3 separate regions of the Mus musculus genome follow, and regions 2 and 3 are each linked to region 1. Evidence: chromatin contacts called from public Hi-C data. All regions are on one chromosome and are shown on one strand. Each heading gives the region's core, a stretch centred on a gene start, on an enhancer-like site or on the middle of the called end of the contact. The rest is flanking DNA. Distances are from core to core; before and after follow the strand shown.

The links. A called contact is a pair of places that touch in the nucleus more often than the background predicts.
Region 2: a Hi-C map of cerebellum shows a contact between it and region 1, with 4 times the contacts expected there. The contact joins two enhancer-like sites. A contact is called at or near these places in 3 of 39 promoter capture datasets (the 3T3-L1 cell line and hippocampal neurons), 5 of 484 Hi-C or Micro-C datasets (Th2 cells, cerebellar granule neurons and cerebellum) and 1 of 115 datasets of contacts at active chromatin or transcription factors (embryonic forebrain).
Region 3: a contact with region 1 is called in a Hi-C map of cerebellar granule neurons, with 2.6 times the contacts expected there. The contact joins two enhancer-like sites. A contact is called at or near these places in 5 of 484 Hi-C or Micro-C datasets (brain, cerebellar granule neurons and cerebellum) and 1 of 115 datasets of contacts at active chromatin or transcription factors (the NIH/3T3 cell line).

Annotation. Positions count from the first base shown.
Region 1 is chr3:123,971,527-123,976,644 of GRCm38.p6, forward strand. No RefSeq gene overlaps it. Among named protein-coding and RNA genes, the nearest start is that of Gm40144, 33 kb to the right of the region's middle. Within about 2 kb of position 2,510, at least 6 of the 459 cell types and tissues checked have an H3K27ac peak or open chromatin away from gene starts, as enhancers often do. A contact at or near this core is called in cerebellar granule neurons and cerebellum, where this site is marked.
Region 2 is chr3:123,514,710-123,519,827 of GRCm38.p6, forward strand. No RefSeq gene overlaps it. Among named protein-coding and RNA genes, the nearest start is that of Snhg8, 8.9 kb to the left of the region's middle. Within about 2 kb of position 2,267, at least 4 of the 459 cell types and tissues checked have an H3K27ac peak or open chromatin away from gene starts, as enhancers often do. A contact at or near this core is called in cerebellum, where this site is marked.
Region 3 is chr3:124,272,935-124,278,052 of GRCm38.p6, forward strand. No RefSeq gene overlaps it. Among named protein-coding and RNA genes, the nearest start is that of Tram1l1, 46 kb to the right of the region's middle. Within about 2 kb of position 2,172, at least 27 of the 459 cell types and tissues checked have an H3K27ac peak or open chromatin away from gene starts, as enhancers often do. A contact at or near this core is called in cerebellar granule neurons and cerebellum, where this site is marked.

The sequences.
Region 1 (5,118 bases), core at 1,260-3,759:
AAAAGAGTGGGCCATAAGACAAAGTGAATAGACATGAACATGAAAAGAAGTCACAGAGAACAGTGAGATGCCTCAGCAAGTAGAGACATACTAATGTTTGGGCCTGACAGCTGAATTCAGTGTGTGGATCACACAAGGTGGTAGGAAAGAAACAAGTTCCACAAGTTGTCCTCTTACCTCCACACACATACCATGACATTCATGCTATTGTGCTCTCTCTCTCTCTCTCTCTCTCTCTCTCTCTCTCTCTCTCTCACACACACACACACACACACATACACACACAGACACACACACAATGGGACTCACTTTCTGAGGTCTGGCTGTTCTTAGTGATTCTTATTATTTCCAGGCCTCTTTTGGTGGATAGAACTAACATAGCTGATATAATGTATATATTTATGTAGATATTATGGATTTCTATGAACTATTACACACATTTTACTACTTTGAGTATAATCATGTCTCCCATTGAAATGACTAGTATTGGAAATATAAAGATAATCCACTTAAAATGCCTAGCCTCCATATATAAGTACTACAATCTATTTAACAAGCAGATTCACTTTCTTACATTATTTGTGATATATTTAGTATCTTTGTGTATTAAAATAAAGATGCTAGCAATCTGGTAACTTTGGGAGGGAATGCAAAAAGATATTAGTGGTAGAAAAATATTAGTAGTAAAATAACAAAAATATGGAAGTATTGATGCCAAACTGAAGTTCTTACCTCAAGGGGGATAAGAAAGATTTCATCATGTAGCCAAATACTGTGGACTAACAGATTTTGGTTTCTTGAAATGCAATATTCCACCCTGGAAGTTGTTACAAGAAATTTTTATTATAGAATAAAGTCATATCAAAGTGTGTCACTTTAATTTTTTCAAATCTCATTTTAAAATGATGGTTCCTAAACACATTAACCTTCCTGTGAGGTTAATGCTAGGTGCTGGGAATTGAACTCAGGCCCCATGACAGTGACAGCGCTGTAAGCTCCCTTAACTGCTGAGTCATTACTCTGGCCTCTGTGCTTGTGTTGCCCAAGGGAGAACCGCTGAGTCATGAAAAGCTCAGGCAAATAACTAAGAAACAGAGGGGTTAGTATAATTAATTTAAACTAATACACTCACCATAATGTCCTATCAAATCAAAAACGACTACTGATACTTCAGAGTATAATTTACTGATTGCTAATTTTTAAAAGTTGTTTGGATACTGACTTGAAGAGTTAAGCAAGGGAGTTCTCCCTGCCTTCTGCCTTCAAGGTTTAAGATGCCACATGCATATGTAAATAACTTCCTAGAATTTTCATTCTTTTCAGAAAAGTGCTGTCTCATTCATTTATTTCATGCATGTGATTGATGTTTCTCTCTCTCTCTCTCTCTCTCTCTCTCTCTCTCTCTGTGTGTGTGTGTGTGTGTGTGTGTGTATGCATGCACAAGTATTTCTGCAAGTCAGAAGGCAACCTTCAGGAGTTTGTTCTTTTCTTCTACCACGTGAACCCTGGTATTGAACTTTGGTCGCTGGACTTGGGGGCAAGCGCCATTATCTGCTGAGCTATTTTATCAGCCCCAAATTTTTATTTTCATATTTATATATACACATGACACACATATATGTGAAAAATTTCACAAAAATACAACTTTTCATAAGGGATTGTTGATAGGGTTGAATAAATTAGTGTTGTTAAAGCACTTTTAATTATGCCTTATATGTTTCTTAAATAAATTATATTTTGTTTTGATATATAATGGTCAAATCTATATTCCTTGAGAATTTCATACATTTTTATAATGTATTTTGTTTAGATTCATTTCCTCAACTCCTCCTGAATCCCTCTCAAACTTTCATTCTTAATGTCACTATGCAGAAAAGCTACCATCTCTTGCCCATTTCCAATAAACTGAGGAAATGAATGTAAGGGGAATAATTTAGGTTTAATAACGCAATCCAATAAAGTGAAAATTAAGTGAAGTAATGAGATGAACTCTCTTGGTTATGCTAGGACATGTGGGAAAGTTCTTTGATACCGTCAATTAATTAAGAAAATAGTAATGGTATTATCAACATCAACAATAATATCTAGGGGTCATTATTTGTCAGGGAAATAATAATTATCATTACATGCAAAAATAAAATCACTGTGAGAAACTAGAGTCAGCCTAATATGCAATCTCATAGAATTGTGCGAATAGAGATGAAATTAAAGACTCCAGTTACTTGTGCAAGGAGCAAAAGTGCTTCATTAGAGAAAAGGTTGGAGAATCATTATCAGTTAGTGTCCTGGCTATCGTGATGCCTTTTGAGTGGTTTCTCCATCATTGATCCACCAGGGGTGATTCTGTGTATGTTGACTTCACACAGGTTGTTGGTTTGTCTTTTCATCCACAGCAGAGCTCAAAATGAGCACAGCTTCCCCACAGAGAAAGCGCCAAGAGCAGTGTAGCTGATCATCTGTGGCAGGAGCTTCCTCCTTCTGCCAGGTGCGCTCCCAGCATGCAGCTGAGAGTGTGGACGCTCACGCTGTGAAAACTCAGCAGAGGGATCTGAAATATTCCTATGTGCTGCGAAAGCAAGTCAGTTTTCACCATGCTCACATCCAGTGCTTCTCTGCGGGATGTGCCCTTTTCAAGCTCGGAAAACTGGTATTTTTTTCCCCCTCGTCGTTTAAATTTTTTTCTAGATAATATTTATGAAATGAGAAATCCACATTTGTAGCTAAGGTAAACCTGCTAACGTCTTTGGATACAATATCCAAAGAATGGCCCATAGCCTAGATGATTACAGAATAATTAGAGCATATGAACAGAGCAGTCGAAACTGCCAAGCAAATCCAATCCATCGTATTGCTATTTGAAAATATTTGTTCTTCATTTGACAGAAAACTTCACAGCTAATGGCAGTGCAGCACCAAGTCACATCTTGGAAGTCTAATTTTATATATTACAGCATGCCGACAGTGTCTAGTTATATACAGACATGCGGATGATTCTGTGGCACGGACTTTGTCAATATGAAGTGGACACATGCCAAACAGTAAATCAGCTGTTTCCCAACTGTCAAAATATCTAATATTTGAAATGTGAATTATTTTATACTTCATTGTTCATCATTGATTTGGATAATTTTCATGTGACTTTAGCAAAATCCAATAGAGGAAAATTTATGTTTTTGCCCCTGCAGAGCAGCATGGGTTTCCCTTTGCCCTAACCATCAACTATTAGCCATTAACATCAGTGTGCACATCTACATTTCTACTTAGAACATTGAATGAGTAATGATGCTGGTATGTACATTATTTATTTTAAAATATTCTCATCAGGGCAGGCTCGAAAAATGACTCGGGTTTAGAGCACAGGCTGCTCTCGAGGATGACCTCGGTTCTATTTATTACCTGTATCCATTTGGTGGATCGCATCTGCAGCTCCAGCCCCTCTTGATTTACAGCCTTATTGGCAATAGGTGTACGTGTGGTGTTCTGACATATATGCAGGCACAACCCCCATATACATAAAATAAATAAACGTAATTAAATAGTAAAATTTTCTCCTCACTCAAAATACAATATTTTCTATTTTATTGACATATATTTATATCATGACATACACAGACACACAGATATGTATGTGCATTCTTATATACACAACATATTTATCCACACACAATCCAAAGGTAAAGAATAAAACAATAATACCTCTGTAAAGAGTTTTAATTTATCTGATGTTAAATAACTCTATGCTTCAATTAAAGTATTAGGTAATAAATCAGATTTCTTTTGAGTCAGTTGAATTACACTAGGACCATTCTGGAATAAAGCTGAAATATCCTTGACGATAAGTTGGTAAAAAGGCACTAGTTTAATACAGTGAGCTACAAACTCTCACGTGACTTCTAAACAACACTTAATAAATAACCTTGTAATTTCCCTATACCAATAACCATCTACTCTTACCACTATCTTTTTGTGTATCACCTTTTGACATTAGGGTCGTTTGTTTTGTTTTGTTTTGTGGGTAGGTGTTTTGTTTTGTTTGATTTTGTTTTGTTTTTGATTTCTTTTCTCTGGGCAGTTAGTCCAGACCACACATCATATGAACTGTGTTTCCTGATTGAGGGTAGTGATGCGATATCCCCAGGAAATAATGAAAATTTCTTTCTTTTTTTTTAAAAAATTATTAGATATTTTCTTCATTTACATTTCAAATGCTATCCCAAAAGTCCCAATACCCTCCCCCTGCCCTGTTCCCTTACCCACACACTGCCACTTCTTGGCCCTGGCGTTCCCCTGTACTGGGGCATATAAATTTTGCTAGACCAAGGGGCCTTTCTTCCCAGTGATGGCTGACTAGGCCATCTTCTGCTACATATGCAACTAGAGACACAAGCTCTGGAATTTTCTAACCAGATATTTCCTCCAGCTCACCAATTGGGCTCCAGAAAGGCTTAGTATGTCTTCTAGTCAGTAAATTGCCTGAACTGTTGAAAAGTGAGTACCATACTCTCATCTTAAAGGCTGTGTTCCTCCAAACTTTCTTCAAAGGCAAATTGGAAAATAACTTTACCAAAGTAAAAGAGAATGCCTGGTTTAGTAAGCATCATGGGTCACAGATGGATTTTAGACCAAGTTGGATTCAAAGGCACAAGCCATAATTTGTTACCATCTTTATTTTTTCATTCTTTCGTTCTGGTTTTGCTCTTCAGAAGGTCCCTTCATGCCTATCCATGTATGTAGCCATGGAAAATGAATGCCAATACCTACAGATTTTCCATGGCTACATGCAAATTCTTATAAGAAAATACAAATTTGTAGAATTTTACATATGAATATACCTGCAAATAATTATAAATAAAAGTCATGTACATAAATGCACATATATATGAAGTGGACACATGCCAAACAGTAAATCAGCTGTTTCCCAACTGTCAAAATATCTTATATTTGAAATGTGAATTATTTTATACTTCATTGTTCATTGATTCTTCTCACCTGAACTGTGAGTCACGAATAGGAACTAGGGTGTGGTGCAAGTTCTGAATCCATTTGGACACAGCCATGCCAGTTCTGGCATCTTCCTCCCAGGCTTTTGAAAGAAGCCAATGCTTTGTCGTGTAGACT
Region 2 (5,118 bases), core at 1,017-3,516, 460 kb before region 1:
GAGAGGCGCTATCCTAAGGTAACAGCTTAGAACTCTACAGAAACACAGGGGGAGCAGGTGGCACTTGGCTGTTAGAAGTGATGGTGCAAACTGAATGTACTTTTCTATCAGTTGATTTCCCCTCCAGGAAAATACAAAGGAATGTATTCCAGTTTGATAAAGGAGACTTGGAAATTTGAAGGGGAAGGACAGAATATAATTAGAAGATAATGTCAACAGATTTAGAAATGTAGCAGGAGTCTTGGATTTAGTGGGAGTTTATCTGAATTCTTGGAACAAATTTAAATTCAAGTCTAGCCTGATTGTGTTCATGTGTGCAGCTGGTGGGTGGAGCTAAGAAGGGGTGGAGCTAGGAAGACCGTGAGTGAGAGGAGGGACTTGTGCAAGGTAAGCACCATATGGATTTCTTTCGGAATTTACGGCAGTCAGGAAGGGATGGAGAGAGATGGAAGCATCAACCAAACTGGAGGTGACTGCGTTAGAAGAATGTGGGACCTGGGGTTCCCGGGTAAACATTTGGTATCAGGAAACAGCTACCATCTTCACTAAGACATCAACAACATCAACTGCACCTGTTATGGTCTCTCCATAATAGCTAGAATTGTCCAAATGGACCGAGAAGAAATCAACTGTACCACTTTAATAATGAACTTGCTCGTATAATTTTGCATACATATCTGGGCTATACATGTGCGCTATTAAACATTTAACATCTCAAAAGCTTGTTTTTTTTCTTCTGTCATTTCCAGATGACTTGTGAGGCTTTAAAAAAAACTATGTTTTTTCTGTTTGACTACATTTGTGTATGCAAAATTATTATTTAGGTAACCTTTAATATAGCTTATTAAAGGGAAGTTCTTGTTTTGGGGGATTGTAAACTACTTAATGCTTTCATAAAATCATTTGGCAATTTAGTTGTTACTTGTTGCTTTAGTTGCTTGTCACAATATACATTATAGATGCTTCCTGAGACATTTACTCTGTTAGCCCATTCCCCAAATCTTTGAGCCACTGTCTGTCCTTAAGGATTATAGCTGTGTAGAACAGTGAGATGGATTGATATTTACGTGTCAATTTTAGAGAGCCACTAGGTGGCGATGTTATCCTATTATTTAGTTGCATGTAAACCCTAGAAAATGAATACATTGATTTATTATTGACCGTGATTTTATTGATGTAATTTATTGTGAATAATGACATGAAAGTGCCAGCATTCTTAATGGCTCTGCCAGCCTGCCCCATGAACTTTGTTTTATATAATAATGAGTGAGTTTAGAAAATGATGAGTTTTGGAAATTTGATTTTATTATAAAGCAACAACTTCACAGCATAGCCTAAAACTAAAACTAAAACTAAAACTAAAACTAAAACTAAAACTAAAACTAAAACTAAAACTAAAACTAAAACTAAAACTAAAACTGAAACAACTAAAACTAAAACTAAAACTAAAACAACTAAAACTAAACACTACAGGCCTTTCTTCTGTAAGATTCTATTTTATTTTTAATTGTGTGTATGTGTGTGTTTGCATGTGGGTTTGTGTATATGAGTGTAGAGGTCAGAAGGGAGCTTCGGATTCCGTGGAGGTAGAGTTACAGGTAGTTGTGAACTGCCTGAAAAGAATGCTGGGACCTAACCCAGGCCCCCTGTGAGAGCAGCAAGCACTCCTAAGCATTGTGTATTGGAATGGTTTACACGCTGTGGTCCAGCTAGCCAAACAATGGCTGTCTACCAATGGAAGGTCCAAGAATCCAGTAGTTGTTTGGTACATGAGTCTGGGTGGGTGTGTCAGCTGGTTTGCAGTACATGCCAACATCCCAAGGTAGGCTCTAGTGCTGGTGAAAGAATGGCTTTACTAGGGAGATAGAGCAAGCAGAGCAAGAGAGAGCAAGCTTCCCTTATGTCTTTCATATAAACTGTCAACAGAAGGTGTGGCCCTAGATTAAAGGTGGATCTTTCCCACCTCAAAAGACCTGGATTAAAGATATATCTTCCTGCCTCAAAGATTTGGACTAGAAATGTGTCTTCCCACTTCATTTAATTAAGAAAACAATTTCTTAGTCTTTAAGTTAATTCCAGATGTAGTCAGGTTGATAAACAAGAATAGCCATCATACATATTAAGTTGATAAGTAAGTAGCAGTTTTAACTCATCTGATGCTGTCTGAATTATTGGTAATTCATTGTTAATGGGAAGTATATATAAATGGACAACTACTGACGTGATGTTTCTGCTTGGTCCACCAGAGGGCGAAGAGGCAGCCTATTCATCTTACCATGCCAGCTCTGTTTCTATGTTGCATGCTCAATTCAATGCTTCTTGTTCAAATGGGAAAGCCAAGATGGGAAACGATAGACACCTGCATATGGCCTGCATAAGGAAAGAAGGACCTTATGTTGCAGCACTACTGACAGTGCTCGACTTTGGCCAATTCTTGGCTGTATCTCTGCCAAGATTGTCCTCATCCACTAGGGGAATGCCTCCCGGATTTTATAATGGAAGTAATTCCACAGAAATGGCCAACCTTGGCCCTGTTTCCTATTGCCCAATATTTATAATTAGAACAGATGATCACTGTGTTGAATTAGAAAATTAGATTTCATTTCCTTTCTTTTTGGTCAGAAACCAAGGATTATAGTGATTTTACTGATTAATTCTGTTTCATTTCTTAAATGGAATCAATCTCTCTCTCTCTCTCTCTCTCTCTCTCTCTCTCTCTCTCTCCCTCTCTCTCTCTCTCTATTAAGATGTGGTCTCCTCTATGCCGGGGCCTAGCAAACACAGAAGTGGATGCTCACAGTCAGCTATTGGATGGAACACAGGAACCCCAATGGAGGAGCTAGAGAAAGTACCCAAGGAGCTAAAGGGATCTGCAACCCTATAGGTGGAACAACATTATGAACTAACCAGTACCCCGGAGCTCTTGACTCTAGCTGCATATGTATCAAAAGATGGCCTAGTCGGCCATCACTGGAAAGAGAGGCCCATTGGACAAGCAAACTTTATATGCCCCGGTACAGGGGAACGCCAGGGCCAAAAAGGGGGAGTGGGTGGGTAGGGGATTGGGGGTGGGTGGGTATGGGGGACTTTTGGTATAGCATTGGAAATGTAAATGAGCTAAATACCTAATAAAAAATGGAAAAAAAAAAGATGTGGTCTCCTGTATCCCAGGGTAGCTTGAGCTTGCCAAGTAACTGAGGCTGACTTGAACTTTGGACTTCCGTTCTTTCTCCGCTCTGTCCCAAGTATTGGGATAACAGACACTAACAGCCGTGTGTCTTTCTGCTGACCATATCATGCTGGACATCAAACCAAAGGCTTCATACACACTAGGCAAGCACTGTACCAGCTGAGCTACATTCCAGAGAATCTTAATATTCCTCTTTACTCAAGTAAGAGAAAGACTTTGGATGCTCTTCAATTATATGAGTTTTAGTAGGTTTTTGTCTCAGAAAATTTACAGAAATCCAAGTAGACTCAGACCTAGCGTTGGAGACAACACAGGCATTTGTGTATTTCTCTAGTTGAAAACTCTCTTTTATCTGTATGCGAGTTTATGTCAACAAGTAGTACAGAGTAAAAATCAGAAAGTTCCCGAAGTTCAGAACTCAAATTTGATAAAAATGAGTAAGAATTTTCAAAAAGTACCTAATTCTTTTTAGGTACTAAACGAAACAGAGCTGTATAAGAAAGCAGATTGAATGGGAAGAAAGGACTTGCACATCCATAATGGCTACCTATTGTGCCTTGTGGATGTCATAGTAGAGTGCAGCTACTTCTTGCTGAAGACTCTCATGTTCACAAACCCAGGCGGTCCTTGGAATCATTTGAGGATGGAGAGATGGCTCAGCAGTTAAGAGAGAGCTTGTTGCTCATGAGGCCCCGGAGTGCAAAGTCCAATAGCACATAACAACCAAGCATCCTGCAAATGTCCGTAACTGTCTCCAAGGGATGCAAGGCCCTCAGCAGGGTTTTCTGAGCACACAAGTGTGCATACTCACACCTACACATAAACACACACACACACACACACACACACACACACACACACGTAATATGAATCTTAAGCCCCCTTTTTCATTTATAGAGTGAAACAGGCAGACTTTTGTGATGTTAAGGAATATATGGTAAATAGCATTGCTGGGAAGGCAGGCATGCTTCTTTGGTTTTACACTTTATTTTGATGACTTTATTATGAATTATTTTATTTAAAGGCCGTGGAACTTAATACGACAACGGAATAAGAACCTCCAGTCCGATTCCTTATCACCTCATTGAAGGCTTTTGTTAAGTTAAGCAGTCCACACATAGAGGCATCTGTTAGAAGGTCCTTAAACAGTCTCAAAGCAGCTTGACATTCTGTACATGAAGTTAAAAGGTCAAGATCCGCCTCAACCAAAGCCTCACATCAAGGCTTAGCTGTACGTCCCTGAGTGTCCCTTTATGCTACGGTCATGTGCCGTCCCCAGGGACCCTCACCGTTCCTTAGGCCCTAGAATCTGAACACTGGCAAGAGCCATTTTCCTGTCACCGCGGGGCAGTGGTGATCTTGCTGTAATTGGAAAGCTAAGTGAATGGCTTGCTCTTTGAAGACGTGCAGTTTAGAGCAGGGCACCATCACAGTTAACGCCGATTGTCAACCTCACAGGCTCTCAATCGACTCTAGAGACAAACCCCTGGATACACTTATGAAGGAGTCTCTAGGCTGGTTTGACTGAGGAAGGAGGCCTGTCCTTTGATGATGTCCATGGGCCCAGATCTCAGACTGAAAGCGAGCGAGTTCCAGCTTTCATTTCTCTGCTTCCTGTCCGTCTGTACCACGTGACCAGCTCCTTCCTCCTCTTGCTGCCTTACTCTTCCCCAGCCCAAGAGGCTGTACCTCGAGCCCAAATGAATCCTTTATTCCTTAAGTTCGTTCCGTAGCGTATGTTCTGTCGCGTATTTTGTTACAGCAAGGAGAAACGTAACTAATAGAACATCTTATCCCCAAATTCAACGAGGTGAATAAGGGATTGAATGGTGTTTCCTAGGCAAAGCTTGTAAGCCAGACCGGAAATCATTGTTATCTATACAGACTGCAGCATCGTTCCCTAATTTAACGGAAACATTTTCAAGAGT
Region 3 (5,118 bases), core at 922-3,421, 300 kb after region 1:
AAAATCAACTCCTGCCAGCTGTCCTCTGACCATACAACAGTTATGTAGCAGGAACAAATGCACAGACACCTATAGACACCAAAATATCAATAAATGCAATTTTATTTTTACACTTTATTAAAAATATTTTTTCCATACAATATATTCTGATTATGGTTTCCCTTCTCATAGCCTCCTCACCTCTCCATCCACTGAAATTTGCAATAGGAACACATATAATTTTGAAAGATAATGTAGCAATCTTCCCTAATCTGGCCTATTCTAATTAGCACCCCATTTGTATCCATTTTCCCTCAAGTGTCACGATTTCAGTTTTCTTTGGAGATGGAATAAATCCTATTGTGTAGGCATAGCACACTTTCTGCATCCATTTATCTGTGGATGGACAACTAGGCTCTTTTTCTATTACATATCATGCCTAGAGCAATAATATACAGCATTGCACAAGTACCCCTCTAGCAGGAATCAGGAGCTTGTAGCTAAGGTTTGTGGCAGTGCGCATCCATAGTTCTCTGCTGACTGCCCTTCACTCCTGATATAAAAACGGAAATTGAAGAAATGTTGAATTTTTCTATTGAAATAACAAAACAAAGAGAAATTATTATTTTGACATTTGAGCCTGAGCCAAACCATTTACCTTTCTCCTCATATTCTTTTCTGTTTATATATAAATTCTAAAAACTGATGTGCTGTAGTGAATATTGGGAAAATCAAAACAAGACTGTACAGAGAATAAGGTGGAATATCTGTGATTTTTTTATTATTACTATTATTTAGTTTATTATATAATTAGCCACTACTCTTTCCTTTCATCCCTCTAAACTTTCCATATAACCTTCCTTGCTCCCTCTCAATTGCATGGTGTCTTTTAAAGTTAACATATATATATATATATATATATATATATATATATATATATATATATATATATCCATTCATGTGTGTGTGATATGCATACTACAGTGTGGATGTGCACAGCAGAGTATGGATTCAGGGTGTCACTTTTCACTTTCCACCCTGTTAGAGGCAAGGTCTCTCTTGTTTCTGTGACTGCCTGTAGATGAACACTGTAGCATTTACCTTCTTACATAGGTGCTGGGCTCTGATTTCAGGTTGTCGAGTTTGCCCAGAAAGTACTTTGCCCCACTAAGCCCGCTCTCTGGCTCCAAATCAGCAATGGACTTTTAATTTCTCTATACTTTTCTGCTTGTAATTCTTAATGCTGATTATTGAAGTGACAGGACCCAGAATCACCAGGAAAACAAAACTGTGAGTGTGCATAAGGGGTTTGTAGATTGGGCGAGCAGAACTATCCTCACTACAGGCAAGACCCACAATGCCATAGGCTAGAATCCTCCAGTGAGTGAAAGGTAGAAAGCTGAGTAACAGTGGTCCCTGCGCCCTGTTTTGTGACTGCAGATGCAGTGAGACCGACCGCTGCCTTGTATTTCTGCGCCATGTTTGCCCTGGTGGTGCACTGGACCCTCAGACTGTGAGCCAAACTAGACCCTTCCGTCCTTAAGTTGTCATGCATTGTGTTCACAATATTAAAACTGTAGTACACTGCTGTGTATGGATAGGATATTTTCTTTGTCTCTGATTCTCAAAAAATTGTATAAGACCCAAAATACCCGTCTTAAGACTATGGACAGATATAGTTTACATTTTAACTTACCAACTTCTAACATATTTCTTTGAGTTTAAAAAAAAATACGCTTGATACTCTTCTTCTTAACAGAGATTGATGATAAAATATTCACTTTATTTCATTTATTTTAAGGGCTCTTTAATTTATTTGTCAGAATTTATTTAATATTTTCTATTATCTTTCATAATTTAATATGAAATCACTAACATACTTTTCAGTTTATTTCCATTTCAGGATGTTCTTAGTATATTATGAAGTGGAACTTTAATGATATGTCTATTTCTTCTGAATTATTGAATGTCTCTCCGGTCTTTCATTTTGGGATTTTTGCGGAGTTAGTATTTTATGAAGATAGATTTTTATGAAGATGAATTAAGGGTCGTCAAAACTGCCTTCATCTACCCCCTGTGCGGATCGTAGAAAGCAGAATATTAGATTGGAAGCTTCCTTCTGAGTTAGAAGGTCCCGCAGCATCAAAATCCTCTCTGTGTGATCTGAGAATTCTGCGGAAGCATTTTCTGCTTTAAAACCAGCTCCTGTTTCCCTGGGGTTTCCAGCCGCGATTGCAAATGCGGTTCCTGGAGCTACATTGCCCCCATGCGACCGAACAGGAGAACGGCACAAAAAATGAAACCTTTGGTTTTTGTGTTTGTTTGTTTGTTTGTTTGTTTTTAGATATTTTCTTTATTTACATTTCAAATGTTTTTCCCTTTCCTGATTTCCCTTCCGAAAATCCCTATCCCATCCCACTCCCCTTGCTCACCTCCAAACCCACTCCCACTTCCTGGCCCTGGCATTCCCCTACACTGGGGCATTGAGCCTTCACAGGACCAAGGACCTCTCCTCCCATTGATGACCGACTAGGCCATCCTCTGCTACATATGCAGCTGGAGCCATGGGTCCCTCCATGTGTGCTCTTTGGTTGGTGGTTTAGTCCTAGGGAGCTCTGGGGGTACTGGTTGGTTCATAGTGTTGTTCCTCCTATGGGACTGCAAAACCCCTTCAGCCCCTTGGGTCCTTCCTGTAGTTCCTTCATTGGGAACCCTGCAGAGCAATTTTTAAAATATGTATTTTTACATTTCCTTAAATCAGTGTATAATGTATTAGATAGGATATAGTGTACTAGGCAGGACATTTTCAGGTAGCATGTGTTTTTGTGATTCTCTGTCTGCCTCTCTCGAAACAGCCTGTTCTCTCCGTGTAGCAATCCCCGCCACCCCCCTCCCACCCCAACTTTTTAGCTTATTCTCCATCATTCCTGACCAACTCATGTTACCGTTTTGAGGTTTTCTTTCTAGAATTTGGAATTTACCCCCCCCCCCCACACACACACACACATCTGTTTACATATATACAAGTAGACATTAAAGGCTTGGGTGTGAATACGGGAGAGAACATGGGTATTTTTGTCTTTCTGAGTTTGGGTCACGTCGCTCAGCATATTTTCTCTTTGATTTCACACTGGGAAGCTGCCATTCAGTGAGAACCGCGTGCCCACACTGGAAAAGTGAGTCGCAAACACCCCGTGTCATTTACTTTGATTGAGGACATTTGTGGAGAGGTTTACTGTTCGGTGGGTAGAATTTTTCTGTACTAGCTTTAAAATCCTAACTAGGTTTTTTGTTTTTTTTGGGGGGGGTCTTTTTTGTTTGTTTGTTTGTTTGTTTTTGTATTCTTGGGCAGCTCAAGTCTTTCTGAGCACCGATCCAACGCTACAGGCTCCCACTCACTGCATCCTCGGTGTGTGAGTCCACGATACTCTTTGTTTCAGTAAACATTTGCTTTCGTTCAACATGGAATTGGTCAGATTTGGTCATGTACCTATATCTGTACCAATACAATTTTATTGTTCTTCCTCTTTACAAACCATGACCGTATTTTTATCTGGAATCTTACAGCTAGCACGGAATTTGCTTCGGCACAGCAGATTTCCTCCAGTATTACCGATGCTATCAGCCTGCTGAATACAAACTCTCTTTTCTAGGTTCAAAAATCTTCTCTCTGCCTTTGTGCTGACAGATATTAGTTGAGTAGAGAATTCTATATTGATAATTTTCCCCTTTCTGGTCCCATTCCACTCTCTTTACTGCTTTGAAAAGTAGTTCAGCTGCTGGCTCTTTATTTCTATGCACAATTTTGCCAATAATTTTGAGTAATTCTATTATTACGTGTTGTCATAGGGATCATCCTTTGACTACTTCTCATACATGCTTAATTAGCTACGTTAATTTATGTGTTTACAGTTTTCCATCTAATTTGGGAGGATTTTAACATAGTTTTTCAAATTGATTTTTTTAAATTAAAGGTTACTTGTAAGCTTTCAAAAGAAATGATCTATACTAGTTTTAAGTGGACATATATGTGTATATGTAGGCATGTGTGTGCATATATGTTGAGGTAAGTGTACCAGAATGCAGGTGCCAGAGGGGATCAGACGTATTGGATCCCCTGCAGTTGGAGTTGCAAGAATTTGTGAGCCACCTACTGTGAGTGCTGAAAAGTGAATTCTGCTCTTCTGGACCATCTCTCCAACTCCATCTCTAAGTTTAAAAGAAACCTCACAACTTACCATTTTCCATTCTTTTCTTGATCATTTTTCTTTTCTCCTAGCTCCCTTCTCTTGCTTCCTTGAAATAAGAATCTATTACCTGGATTGACCCAGACTCAAGCAATTTTTCTGTTTTTTGTTTGTTTGTTTGTTTGGTTTTTAAATTTTGATATTTTATTTATTTATTTATTTATTTATTTATTTATTTATTTACATTTCACATATTATCCCCTTTTCCTAGTTTCCCTTCTGAAAACTTCCTATCCCATTTCCTCTCCCCCTGATTCTATGAGGGTGCTCTGCCACTCACCCACTCCAATCTTACCACCACGGCATTCCCCTACACTGGGGCATCGAGCCTTCACAGGACCAAGGGCCTCTCTTCTCATTGATGCCTGACAAGGCCATCTTCTGCTACTTATGCAGCAGGAGCCATGTGCACTCTTTGGTTGGTGTTTTAGTCCCTGGGAGGTCTGGAGGAGGGGGTCTGGTTGGTTCATATTGTTATTCTTCGTATGGGGTTGCAAACCCCTCCATCTCTTTCCGTCCTTTTTCTAACTCCTCCATTGGGGACCCTGTGCTCAGTCCAATGGTTGGTGGCAAGCCTCCTCCTCCTCTGTGTTCGTCAGGCTCTGGCAGATCCTCTCTGGAGACAGCTATATTAGGCTCCTGCTAGCAAGCACTTCTTGTTGTCTGCAATAGTGTCTGGTTTTGATGCCTGTATATGGGATGGATCCCCAGGTGGGGCAGCCTCTGAAAGGCTTTTTCTTCAGTCTCTACTCTACTCTTTGTCTCTTATTTCCTTTAGACAGGAGTTCTTTTGGGTTAAGTATTTGGAGATGAGTGGGTGGCCCCATCCCTCAACTTGGGGCCTTGGCTAACCTTGGATATGGTCTCTACAGGTTCCCCTTTGCCTTTGTTG